Linked DNA regions of Hordeum vulgare: all the other regions are linked to region 1. A link is a contact called in public Hi-C data. All regions are on one chromosome and are shown on one strand. The core of a region is the stretch at or near the end of the contact, and the rest is flanking DNA. Distances in the headings are between cores, read along the strand shown. Region 1 holds the start of LOC123447752. Region 2 holds the start of LOC123447811 (serine/threonine-protein kinase STN7, chloroplastic). Region 3 holds the start of LOC123447801 (putative clathrin assembly protein At2g01600).

What was found. A called contact is a pair of places that touch in the nucleus more often than the background predicts.
Region 2: a contact with region 1 is called in a Hi-C map of leaf, with 5 times the contacts expected there. The contact joins the promoter of LOC123447811 here to the promoter of LOC123447752 in region 1. A contact is called at or near these places in 2 of 6 Hi-C or Micro-C datasets (leaf and seedling).
Region 3: a Hi-C map of seedling shows a contact between it and region 1, with 4 times the contacts expected there. The contact joins the promoter of LOC123447801 here to the promoter of LOC123447752 in region 1. A contact is called at or near these places in 3 of 6 Hi-C or Micro-C datasets (leaf and seedling).

Annotation. Positions count from the first base shown.
Region 1 is chr1H:482,732,169-482,736,540 of MorexV3_pseudomolecules_assembly, forward strand. LOC123447752 reads right to left here and starts at 1,753. Exons shown (of 4, transcript XM_045124408.1): 1 at 1,481-1,753; 2 at 903-988; 3 at 662-785. The coding sequence starts at 1,486.
Region 2 is chr1H:483,127,092-483,131,463 of MorexV3_pseudomolecules_assembly, forward strand. LOC123447811 (serine/threonine-protein kinase STN7, chloroplastic) reads right to left here and starts at 2,640. Exons shown (of 10, transcript XM_045124495.1): 1 at 2,208-2,640; 2 at 2,017-2,106; 3 at 1,525-1,644; 4 at 1,306-1,407; 5 at 574-742; 6 at 400-493; 7 at 204-297; 8 at 33-89. The coding sequence starts at 2,591.
Region 3 is chr1H:483,027,600-483,031,971 of MorexV3_pseudomolecules_assembly, forward strand. It overlaps LOC123447801 (putative clathrin assembly protein At2g01600), which reads right to left and starts at 2,299. Exons shown (of 15, transcript XM_045124484.1): 1 at 2,049-2,299; 2 at 1,820-1,889; 3 at 1,528-1,625; 4 at 662-800; 5 at 446-573; 6 at 229-321; 7 at 67-117. The coding sequence starts at 2,138.

The sequences.
Region 1 (4,372 bases), core at 503-3,002:
TGCTTCCGCCATTTAATACAAGGGCATATAGATGCATAAGTGTGAAACAATTGGTCCAACATTTGAATTTGGACCAATTAGTTGATATATGAAATCTCTTGAAGCTACATTCTTCCCCCTTTGATGAGAAATATGTCAATAATTATGTGTATATTAGTATCAATCTTATAACTTTAGACTCTGAGCATTCTGAAACAACACTTATTTATAGACATGAAGTGTTTCTCATAGCACTTAAAGAGTTATGGAACCTGTGAGAACACAGGGGGTGTATCTCACATCTATTTATAAACATGAAGTACCTCAAACTGTCACACATCACTAAAATATTCTTTGGCAGCATGGAAACAAAATAACTTCAAGCTGGTATTTAATGAGCTTGTGAGATGATACATTATAACAGCGCTTACAAGGTATATGTTCATGATAAAAAAAAGGCCAATTATGATACAAACAGAAGCTCCATAAAAATCAGTGAAACTGCTTAAGTACCCAAAGCAAGACTAGCATCCCACCAGTAAAAGATTAATGCAATCAAGTAACATAATTCAGTAGTGATACTAGTTTTAATTTACATCAACGTTTATACAACCGTTCAGTCCTACACGATTTGCAGCTAAAACTCAGTAGATGAGTTAAGATACATCTCTTTCACATATACCTGCATAAATTCGTAACGCTCCCTTCCAATAGATTCATTCTCAGCAATGGAAAAATATGCTAGCATTGGATAGTGTCCAATGTAAGATGCATAGCTGTCTCTTTGGATATTTACAGCCCATTCACTGCAATACAAAGACATGTTAACGGTTAATATCCTACCAGACCATGCCAATCAAGAATAATTCTTACCATTTAGCTAGCTAATGCAACATTCCTAATACAAAAGATGAGATGCTTACAATCTGGTCAGGTCAGCATGCCCTGTTCCGACATATTTGGCTTGGAGGTGCTCAAGTTGAGAATTGATGTTGAACCTGTCGCTAGCCTTCAGAATGGTGATTTCTATTAGATCTTACAAGCGATGCCGTTAAAATGTAAAAGTATATTATAAAACGACACTATATTGGAAGACTATGGCCTAGTTGAAGCCTTTAAGCTGAAGCAAGCTAAAAGAAGAAAAGTGGCCACTCGGCGATCTGGTGATATTGAACAGAATTGCTCAAAATAAGATGATTCAAAAAATGAAGATCATGATTCATGAGAGTGCAATTCAAAACATACAACATGTGAGCTCTAGCATTGTGACTACTTGAAGCTAACCATCAACACAGCACGAAAGGTAAATGTAGCCACAAGTGCTTTGGATATTAAGAGCATATAGCACAGATTTTAAGTTTATCAATCATTTCAGTCAGCCGACAAAGAATAAATCGACCCAAAAAATGTTTTTCGGGGAGATTGATGAGGGATTAAGCAACACCGTCGAATATTTTGGAGAGAATAAGCAACACAGAGAGATTGATCAGGGACTGCTGACCTGCATGGTGGCCGACGGGTACGGCCCTGACCCTGGATGGGAGAGCCGGGAGCCCCGGAATCAGATCTGCGAGCGGCGCGAGTAGAGATCGACAGCGGTGGTGCTCGAGGAGGAGGGGGCGGGCAAGCGACGGCGATACGGGAGGGTCGCCGGGGCGCAAGACGTCGAGGGCGAGGGAAGGCGCCGGCGGGTGCTCGCGGAGACGAGGTGGCGGCCGATTCTGGCGACGGGAAATCTCAAAACCCTAGTACTGCTCTGCTCGTCTGGTCGGGGAAGAAAGGAGCTGGTGGGAACGGTCATAGAGAGTTAGAGACCAGCCCAGGCTTTTTTTTCTTTTAGCGGATAGAGACATTCTGGTGGCCTACGGGCTGGCCCTGACACGGCACGGCATGCGGAGGCCCGTTTATAAGCTACAAGCTATTGTCATGTCATCTATAGCCTATTTTATAGTTAACATGTACAATAGTTCATTGCAAAAGTGTACTATTTCTTTATTATATGGTTCACCTTTCATACTCACAAAATGCCTTCTCTCTCCTCTTCTCTTTCCTCTAACTAAATAAAAAAATATTAGTTTATTTCTTATAGCCAGCTGACTCAGCTCTATTGTACTTGCTCTAAGCGGACCTTCCCGTGTCGGCACGCTGGGCTCGCCTCCAGGGCGTCGGCTACCCCGCGTGCTTTTTGGTCTTTTATGTCGTTTTTTTGATAATTTTTGGCTCTTTGGACAAAATAACTTGGTAAAAGAATATAAATAGATGCGGTGTCGTGTCGGCACGCGGGCCTTGCCTCGGCGGACGACCACGGCAAACGACATGTCATGGGTCAGGCACGAATCGTTTAGTCACACCCGTTACGTGTCAGGCACACATGCTCATGGGCTGGCTTGCAAAGCGACTCGTTTGGCCAGCTATAATTGTACATAGGAGCGATTCTAGTTAAAGTCGTCATATCAAATCGATCATCGTAATGGCTATAGTTGTCCGTAAGAGCAGAGGCGGAGCGTGACACAAAACATGGAAAGTGTGGACGCTTAAAATGCAAAGCAAAGATAATCAAGGACAAATAAAATAACATGGTCTTTCATACTTTGGTCATGGAATAAATAGATAAGGATCAGAAACTATATAGTACACATATCTAAACTAAATAACTAGAATGAAAGGAAGAACTGGGTAGGGTTTTATAGAGTCAAAAGAATTCGAGAAGAAGGCTCAAATAGAGCTCTTTCCTGATAATAGTAGACAAGGTGAGCTCGGTGTAGTGGTTATTGTGTGTGTCTGTTGTTGTTGCCGAGTAGAGTTCGATTTAGGTATCGTGTCCGTCGTTGTCTTGATAGGAGATGAATTGATTTTTTTATTAGGGATAGGATATGAATTTATGAGAGCGGCCAACTGCCTTCTTAGGCTCAGCCCAATGAGCTGCTGTTTTTGGACCTCAAAATCTAAAAATATAACATGATAAAAAAAATCAATTTTCTGGGTGTGCCACGGCCCTCCCGTGCTATGCACTAGCTACACTAATGCATACATATATCCATTTTATTTCTCACATGTCCAAAGCATCTAAAAAAACATGCATTGAAATGTATGTATATATGTTCTTTCTGATACCCAAAATAAAAAAAGTCAAATGTATAAACTATTATGTAAATAAAAGTCAGTTCCAGGCAGAAAAAAAAAAGCTTAGACGCCATTTCAGTGTGAGTGTAAACATGTCGGTGTGTGGATAAAAAATCAAATGTATCAACTATTCTAGAAAAAAGAAGATAGTTGCAAGCAGAAATAAAATGCACAGTGAACAAAAAGAAGTCAAATGTATGAACTAGAAGTCATGTGTTAAATGCACTGAACCTGATCTATATATATTCTTTCTGATACCCCCAAAGATGAAAAATAACCAAATGTATCAACAATTCTAGTAGAATAAGAAGGTCAGTTGCAAGCATAAACTCAAAGCTTTTATGCACAATGAAAATGAATAAAAAGAAGTCAAATGTATCAACTATTCTAGTTCTAGACATATAAGAAGTCAGTTTTAGACCGACAAATAAAAAAGCTTATGCACACCATGTCGGTGTGCAGGTAAATATGCCATGTGTGTTGAAATTAGAGATGGGCCTTAGGCCCATAAGACAAATTTCAGAAAAATCTCCAAAGGCCCATGTAGGTGGTGGCATGACAAGGTGGTGGGAAGTTTAGTCCCACCCTGCTAGTGGAGGAGAAGTTGGACCCCTTTATAAGGGTCTCTCTTCCACATGCTATTGGAGAGTGAAAAGAGAAGGTGCCCTCACGCACTCCTCCTCTGTCATGCCTCGCCTCGCCTCGTCACGACGCGCTGCGGCTTGCGGGAATGAGCCGAGCCACAAACCCACGTCTCTCCACCCAGCCGCCTTTATAAGCACGCTATCGCCTATCCTAGCCGTCACGAGAATCAGATCACATCTGCCTCACGCGTTCGTTCCTTGACTACTGCTGCGATTAGGTTTTTGGGGAGCGATCACGCGACTGCTCGCCTCCGTCCGTCTGCTTCGTCTACGTCCGCGTCGCCCTCTTCATCGCCATGTCTTCACCAAGCGAAGCTGACCATCCTATCGGAGGTTATGATATGTTTGTCTCTCTCCTGTTTCTGTCTGCACTAGTAGTATTGCCTATATGCGTAGATGTTTCTGCTATATGCGTAGTACTTACTAGTATACTGCGTGATCAGTATGTCATGAACCTAGTCAATGCCATGTTAGTAATTATTTCATGGATTAATCTACTCGGAAAATTGCCTATTTACTCAACAATCCAAAAACCTAATTTGTGTAGGAATTTTTCGAGTAATGGTTTTGCTGCTGCACTAAACCGGATAAGTTTACCGGTACCTTTTTCAAGCGTTGGCAAACGA
Region 2 (4,372 bases), core at 1,390-3,889, 400 kb after region 1:
GATACATAAATACAGTTACTGTGATGACATACCATCTGCAAGTATATGAGGCCCAAGCTGTATATGTCAAATCTGTCAGGAAGGTTCAGCTGTCAAGAAGAAATCGTTGCATCAGCTCAAGCAATTATGTTGATTGGAACAATTGTCGTAAACTGAGGGAGAGGTAAACAGCTCCATCATGAATTCAAACTTTTAAAGAATACCTGCCACAGAACTGGAGATAAAGCAGTTGCAACTGGAGCAGAGGGAGCAGATGGTGTTTGCGTACTCATGATATATTGCTCCGGAGCAGCATACCTGCAAATCATGGGTAAAGATTCAAGCGAACCCCTAGTAATCAGTTATATTGGAATATTTTTCCAGCAATACAGTTCTGAATCATGAGGGTAGCTTAATTACCTTGGATCCAAAAGGAACTCCTTAGGAATATAGTTGATGCCCACTCGTAAATCAGCTGCTGCTCCAAGATCGATAATTTTGAAGGTGCGAGATTCTTCCAGTGGAGAAAGGTGAATTGATTAGTACAGAAGATTTTAGCATGAAACTGCAAGCAATGTATGGCTTGGTTATTACCTTCTGAAAATATCACATTTTGGGGTTTTATGTCCCTGTGAACAATCCCCGTCGAATGAAGTCCATCAAGGGCAAACAAGAGTTGTCCCATCACCGTTTGGATAATCTTATTCTCTCTCGCTATTCCCTTTGGCAAATCTTGAACATTTCCGAGAATCTTAGTCTCAACCTGATCAATCGCAAACATATATGAACTGTCAAAAAATGCACCAAGGCACACTTTTTTTTTTGTTATGGAACTGTCGAATTCACAATTACATTACATGAATGTCTTTTGCCTTACAAATAGAAGAGAAGAAGAAATGGTTGTCATGCAATGAGAAGATGGCGTTACGGAAGGAAACTAACCGACTGTTCTCACTAACCGCAGTTGTCAATTCCTACATTATATCTAGCAAAGTATTTCTTCATAAATTAGAGACCTGGAGCTAAATCACCCCTATATGAGCTCAAAAGCTCCACTTAGGTCACTAAGGTAGCACAGTTCCGGAAAAACAGTACTGTTCATTTACCACCTAGTTAATTGCAAGGTTTCTGGTGCAGCTCAGTAAGTTAACCCAGCTGACTAATATAACTCAGGTCTCACCACCAAGGGCTAGAATCAGTTAACTGCCTACAGTATATGCCAACAACGAAATGCAGCATCCTACAGCTAAGAACTGGTTAAGTGAAGCCAATGCGAGCAAGCGACTTGGCTGATTAAAAACTCTGCTTTAAGTCTGATGCACTTACATTGTAAGGGAACTCCTTGCTTTGCATGAGAGCAGAAAGCGTGTCCTCGCCTTCATAGCGCCAAATAAGCCAGTATTCCTCGCCCTTACCTTTGGTTTTGCTCTAGGAAACAATTCAAATTGTGAGTTTAGGAATCGATCAGATACTAGCAAACGAAGGTAGTTCCACGAGATGGTAACAAAACAAAATGATTTAGCATTCAACCCAGAGTACGAATACCTCACGAAAGCCGTAAAGAAAATCTGCGCAGCTGCTAGCGCATGCCCTCCTGACGCGCTCGTTCATCCAAATCTCGACCGCGCCATACTCGGTCGCCTTCTTCACGACCACGTCACCTTGCTTGAAGATAGTCGAAACAAGTGGTGTGCATTAGTATCATAGTATGCCCGGTTGGTTTACAGTCCACTTAACTGACATATGCACTGTACAAGTCGCACTCCTCTTTACTACTCTGCGGAAGCTTGTTTTTGCAAATTTCTGACGGAGCTCTAGGCGTTTTAGCTATCCATCTGAAACCTTTTAGTTCTGCCTCAGCAACAACTACGCAACGGAGTACCATTACCGAACCAGGAAATCAATCAATGCTGAATGAGCTTGTCGACATGTGCACACAGATACATTTTCACTTCATTCATGACTCATGAGCAACTTCATTTGCCCAAATTCTACCAAAATTGAAGCAAAACATGCATATAAATCACAGGTGTTCACCTTCTCTGCAACTTTGGGGTCAGACAGGGACGCCTTGTACACGACCCCGAACGCGCCCTCCCCGAGCTTCTTCCCGGGCACGAAGTCGTCCTGCTCAAAGCGCACGACAGCAATCAGCACAGTACGAACGAATCCGGTGGGTCGCGGGGGCCGGGCCATGCGTGCGCTTATTGAGGCAGCAGATCGAGCACCTTGCGGAAGGTGGGGCGGAAGAGGCGCTCGGCGAAGGCGAGGACGAACATGTCGAAGAAGCCCGGGGCGACGCCGGGGGTGGCCCAGAGGTAGGACGCGGCGGCGAGCGCCAGCGCGACCCCGGGGGCCGTGATGGTGAGGCCGTCGTTGTGCGGCAGCGTGCTGCGGTAGATGACGTCGCCGCAGGCCATCACGGTGCAGGGGAGCCCCACGCCGACGGCCTCCACCAGCTGCCGCCCCACCTCGACCCCGAGCTCCGCCGACGCCACCACCGGCCGGAACGACGCCGCGGCGGGCCCCCCCGCCGCCCGCCGCCGGCGGCGGAGGCGGGTGTCGTGGCCGGGGAGGAAGGAGGTGGAGAGGCCGAGGCTACTGGTGGCCATGCGTGCTCCTGCTCGTCTCCGTTTCTTTTTTTTTCCCTTTATTTTTTCCCGCTTAAAAAATGCGGCCACGCCACTACTCCTATATTATCGTCGCGATAAAAAAAAAACTCCAACGTGTGGGAGCGGATGTCCGCGCCACGTGGCTTCGGGCCCGCCTGTCATTCGCAGACGAGGCCGGTGCCTGGCGCGCGTGCGAATTCGGTTCTTCGGAAAATGGCAGCTATAAATTTGTGAACCCACATGTCAGTGACTGTTGGAGTGGAGCTGGTGACTCCATCAAGCATTTTTATCTACGTGTAATTTTTTTTACTGTATTTTTTTCGCGAGTGATCTACGTGTAAATTAACTGCAAGTGTAAGTCCGGAAAACTGGAGATATAACTCGACTAATAAGACTATTTATTCATGCAGCGAAAAGAAACACCAAAGAAATGACGGTGATAATTGTGGCTGTGGGGAGACGGGGAAGGGGAGAAGCATCGCCTTGGGTTGAGCTTGTGAGTGGCTAGGCTTGGACCGGCAAACCTCGGTGCGATTGACACACGGCCAGACTACTGGTCGAGTTTGCGCCGTGACAAAATATCTGGGATGCGAATTACTGTGCTCCCTGTTAGAAACTAATTAGTAGATTAATTAGCTAAGGGACGTGTCCAACCCCGAACAGTCGTGTCTCATCTCTCTCTCTATTGCCAACATGCACATGTTCTGCAGGGATGCCTCCGAACACACACCTCTTCTTCGCACCTCTTCCACATGTATATATACTTGAGAATCAATAGAAATCAGGACTAATCGTCTATTCACTTTCATTCAATCTCGTTTTACTCTAACACGTTATCAGCACGTAGTCTTCTCCGCTCAGAAAGAGGGCCAAGATCGGTGGCTGCCGCCCGGCAGCGCCGCGTCCCGCGCTAGGCCGGCTCTGCGTCCGCTCGTGCCGTGGCCGCCGCCCGCGCCACACCCCGCGCGAGGCCGTCCACAGGTCGCAGCGGATGCAAAGCACGCAACGGCGAGGGGATGCTGAGCGCACAACGCGTTGCGTCGTCAAAAATGTTGCAGGGGCTGCTACAGCCGCTATACGCGCCGGCGCATCAGGTCGCATGCATAGGCATGCATGCATCCATTGGAGAAATCGATCATCAGAAGGACAATTTGGTTTTCGTTTTGAGATTAGCATCAGCGCGCATTCATCGCCTCTCTCGAGAACAGAGAGCGATCTTCTTTTTGCATGACAGAAAATCACTGAGAATGGATCAAACTTTTACTTGATTCAAGAAGACGGTGGCAATTTTTGGCTTGGCCCTGGATCACTGCATATTCAGATTCCCTGCAGCATCATCATTTCCTCAATGACGGGGCGCAGTGTAGCAGCAGCGACATGCAGCGGCAACGCCATGTTCCATGCATGCATTCTTACAGGAAATTAATCATCAGAATATTAATTCCGTTTGTTTTCTTGTGATTAAAAGGAATCTCATCCATTCTGCCTTATGTTAGAATCACTTCATCAAATCATTCATGAAGAGACGGACGACAAGCATGGGTACGTGATGCTAGCGGACACTTCCGTGAAGAGGCCGACTGCACTTCATCCACATCGCGATGGCGTTTCTTCTACTTGCAAAAATGATGCCCGGCGTGCCGAGGCCTCGATCCATACAAGACACCCCGAGAACGGCAAGCAACACCGGCCTCGACGAAACGGCGTCCTCCATCCCGGAGCGCACGGCGACCCTCGGTCCCGCGCTATCCTCCGGCGCACAGCCCCGTCATGGCCATCAG
Region 3 (4,372 bases), core at 1,049-3,548, 300 kb after region 1:
TGAAATCAAATGATCAGTAGATGCTAGAGCACAAACAAATCTACGAGAGAAATAATTAGAGCTTACCAAAGCTAGAGCATACTGCACCAAGTAGTTATTATTCGCAGCTCCTTCTGGCTGCAATACCAAGAACAAATTGGTGTCATGTTACGTATAGAGATGAAAATGGCAGATACTGAGAGATTTTCGCATCTAAGGTTTGTTAGCCTAGAGTGAAGAGATGATCACCCGACATCCAACAAGCCGATACAGTAACTGCTGCAAAGCTGGCAACTGCTCTAACAGATCCTGGGAATCTAGGTCTCTGGTTCTACTGTGTCCCTGATGAAGAAATAGCATCAGGTGAAGCAGTGATTAAGGGGCAGGAATTTGTACTCAGATTCAATATGTGTGATATTCAAAACTACTGAACTGTAGTGCCAAAAAGAGATATGATGCTTCATACCTTTTCAGGACCTTGACCTTGTTTGGATAAACGCTCAGCCTCAACATCATATTTCAGGATCCTGAAGCATTCCAATCTTTCCTCCAAAAACTGACCATATGTGCGAACCCATGCGGAACAGTCCCAAGCTGGACAACACACAATCTTAGTACATGGGGAAATCAAAGGATAATGAGCAGGCCAACGGTATTTCCTACCAAATGAAGAGATACTAACCAATTGGACTGGAGTCATCCTTGAAGTTTGAGAGCTGCAGAATACGCCCCCTTTGTGTAAAATTAAGAAGCTCTTCCCGAAATGTAGGGTCCCCCTCTCGTAGAAGCCTATGAACCACTACAAGTGTCTTTAGTGCTACCTGTACGTTACAAGAGAAGGGATGGCGAAAATCAATTGACTGCTTATAATATTCTGAAAGATTTCTGGATTTTGTCTTTTTAGAGTGCAAGCTTAACTTGATAGTTGATATTACTAACCTAACTATGCAGGACTACATTCACAATTATCACTTTTGGCTTTATGAGAATACAGCACTGCTGAATTAAATGATGGGAGTTGAAACAACCAGCAAAGTGGAGCAATAATGGATGCAGAATCGACAGCTATGGCGTTGTAAGATCGCACATTTGGCTCCAGCATTTAGTATGGTTTTCCATCTTTTTTGATATAATCAACAGTACTAACATTTTCACAGTCTATGTCAACAGGATGTTCAGAAAGTAACTCAAATGGAAAATCCAACGACATCAACACAGAACAGAATCTATTGTCTAAAGAGAAATCACAACAAGCAATATAAAAGTAACTCAATGGAAAATCCAACGACATCAACACATAACATAATCCATAGACTAAAGAGAAATAACAACAGCCAATATATATGTTACATCTTACAAGGGAAGCTACAGACTGGCAACATAATACAGCAACTGCAAATTGCTACTGAACGCTTCCTAAGAGGCCACAAGAACCAGTCTCATTATACAGGACAGAGAGATACCATTCAGGAGTCCGAAATGCATGCGATCAAGCTATCATCCAAGGCAACATCATCAAAACCGTAAATGGACAGGAATGGAGCTTACAATCCAGTTGCGGGTCTTGGAGAGACGGCGAGAGAGAGCGTGGATGCAGTAGGCGATGTCTGCCCGTGGCCTCGCGATGGACGTCGCCGCAGCAATCTCTGCACCGCCACCACCACACACACACGACCAATCAAACACCAGCCCGCCCCAACAGAAAACATAGATAACAGAACCTTATCCCCTCCCCCCTTCGAGCCTGGCACCTTGAGGCACGATCTAATTATGAGCCCCGGATTACTCTAAATTAGGCCAAGCAAAATATAGGGGGCGTGGGGAGGGAAATCGAACGCACTGCGCAGGTGGCGCTCCTTGGGCGGGCACTCCACGTGGTTAGTCGCCTTCACGATCGCCACATCCAGATCCTACAAAAACAAAAATTCCTCAATCAGAACCGCGCAGATCCAGGCCTCCCGCCACGCCGCCAGCCCGCGCGGCCGTGGGCTCCGACGGATTCGGGCACAGAGCTAGGTCAAAAAAAAAATCGGGCGGGGAAAAGGGGGGGCGCTCCGGATCCGGCGGACCTTGAAGTCGGAGTTGATGTTGGCGAGGCTGACGGTGGTGGTGTCCTTGATGGCGCCGTACGCCTTGCGCCAGCTCTGCATCGACGCCATTTCTCCTTCCCCTTCCCCTTCCCCTTCCCCGGGTTCGGCTCCGGCCGCCGCGCGCTGGCTGTGTCGCCTTTTGGGGTGGGGGGTTGGTTGTTTGTTCGCGACGGTTTCGCGGAGACGGGGGCGGGGTGTGACAGTGCGTGTGACCTGTGGGGGAGTGTGTGATAATGGGGGAGATGGGGGTGCTTTTTGGGAAGTTGGCGTCCGTGCCGTGCCAGAGGCTGCCAGCTTCGGGTGATTGACGGCGTCTTGTCTCGTGCTCTACGCGTGGGAGCGGAAGGTTCGAGAAATTCCGTGGGTTCGAGGGAATATTGCTCCCTTTTTTTATTTTATTACTGTGGAATACCCCCTCCAAACTCGTAAAAATATATCCTTACAGCAACTCCAACGCACCGATCCAAACGAATGCACCACCGCTTTATTCGTTTTCCGTTTGTTTAGGTCGGTCAGACGGACATGCACGTCCGCTTTTTCATATGGGTCGACTTGAGCATCCAGCGAAAGGCATTGCCTTGCCCCTACTCCAAGTCTGTTGCGTGTCTCTGGTTCAAAAAAAATCTTTTCAGAGATTATATTCCGTTTGAACTCCGTTTAATATTTCTTATCTGCAATATTTAAAAATGTAAAAAAAACAGAAGCTGACACTAGGCTCTAGATTAATAGGTTAGTCCCAAAAATAATATAAACAACAAATAAATGCATATAAAACATCCAAAACATATACTCCCTCCGTCCAAAAATACTTGTCATAAAAATGAATATATCTAGATGTATTTTAGTTTTAGATACATTCATTTTTTATACATTTTGCGACAATCAATTTCGGACGAAGGGAGTAATATAATAACATGGAACAGTAAAAAATTATAGATATGTTGAAGAAGTATCATGCGGCAACGCATACAGATACAGACGGACTATTTGGGTCAATGTGTCGGAGTTGCTCTTATGTATGCATTCATCTACTTGGTGGTCAACAACAATTAATGTGGATCATGGTGAATGTTTTTTAAGACCTCATTTTAACAGCCTAATTTGTACTCATTCTCTACCACGATAATTACAACATATGGGGAAGCAATCATATACTCTGAAAGTCTCTTTTATACTTGCGAGTTCAAATGAGTTCGTGATGAATAGTAAAACTAAAGGAAAAAATGGCAAACTTTGATAATGGTTTTGAGTGCTTGTAAGGTTTCATCATCATCATCGGTGACATGGACGTCTGGTAGGGCCCATCTCCCTCCGTTGCTCCTCCCTATGGCATGACCTACCATGACCCTAGTCTTCAACAACAGCTTCAGGTCCGATGATAGGTCTCAACTGTATCTATAAACTATAGCTGGCCTAACGGGTCAGGCTAAACAGGCCAGCCCGCGAGCCAGCCGGCACGGCACGCCATGGATCGGGCACGGCACTACTTAAATGGGCCCGTGCCAGGCATGCAGTGTTGGAAATATGCCCTAGAGACAATAATAAATTGGTTATTATTATATTTCCTTGGTCATGATAATCGTTTATTATCCATGCTATAATTGTATTGATTGGAAACACAAATACATGTCTGGATACATAGACAAAACACTGTCCCTAGTAAGCCTCTAGTTGACTAGCTCGTTGATATAGACAAGTGTTGTCACTTGATAACGGGATCACATCATTAGGAGAATGATGTGATGGACAAGACCCAAACTATAAACGTAGCATATGATCGTGTCAGTTTATTGGTACTGTTTCCTGCACGTCAACTTATCTGTTCCTATGACCATGAGATCATGCAACTCCCGGACACCGGAGGAATACCTTGTGTGTATCAAACATCGCAACGTTACTGGGTGACTATAAAGGTGCTCTACGGGTATCTCCGAAGGTGTCTGTTGGGTTGGCATGGGATTTGTCACTGCGTGTGACGGAGAGGTACCTCGGGGCCCACTCGGTAATACAACATCACAATAAGCCTTGAAAGCAATGTGATTAAGGAGTTAGCCACGAGATCTTGTATTACGGAACGAGTAAAGAGACTTGCCGGTAACGAGATTGAAATAGGTATGGAGATACCAACGATCGAATCTCGGGCAAGTAACATACCGAAGGACAAAGGGAACAACATACGGGATTAATTGAATCCTTGACATAGAGGTTAAACCGATAGAGATCTTCGTAGAATATGTAGGAGCCAATATGGACATTCAGGTCCCGCTATTGTTTATTGACCAGAGAGTGTCTCAAGTCATGTC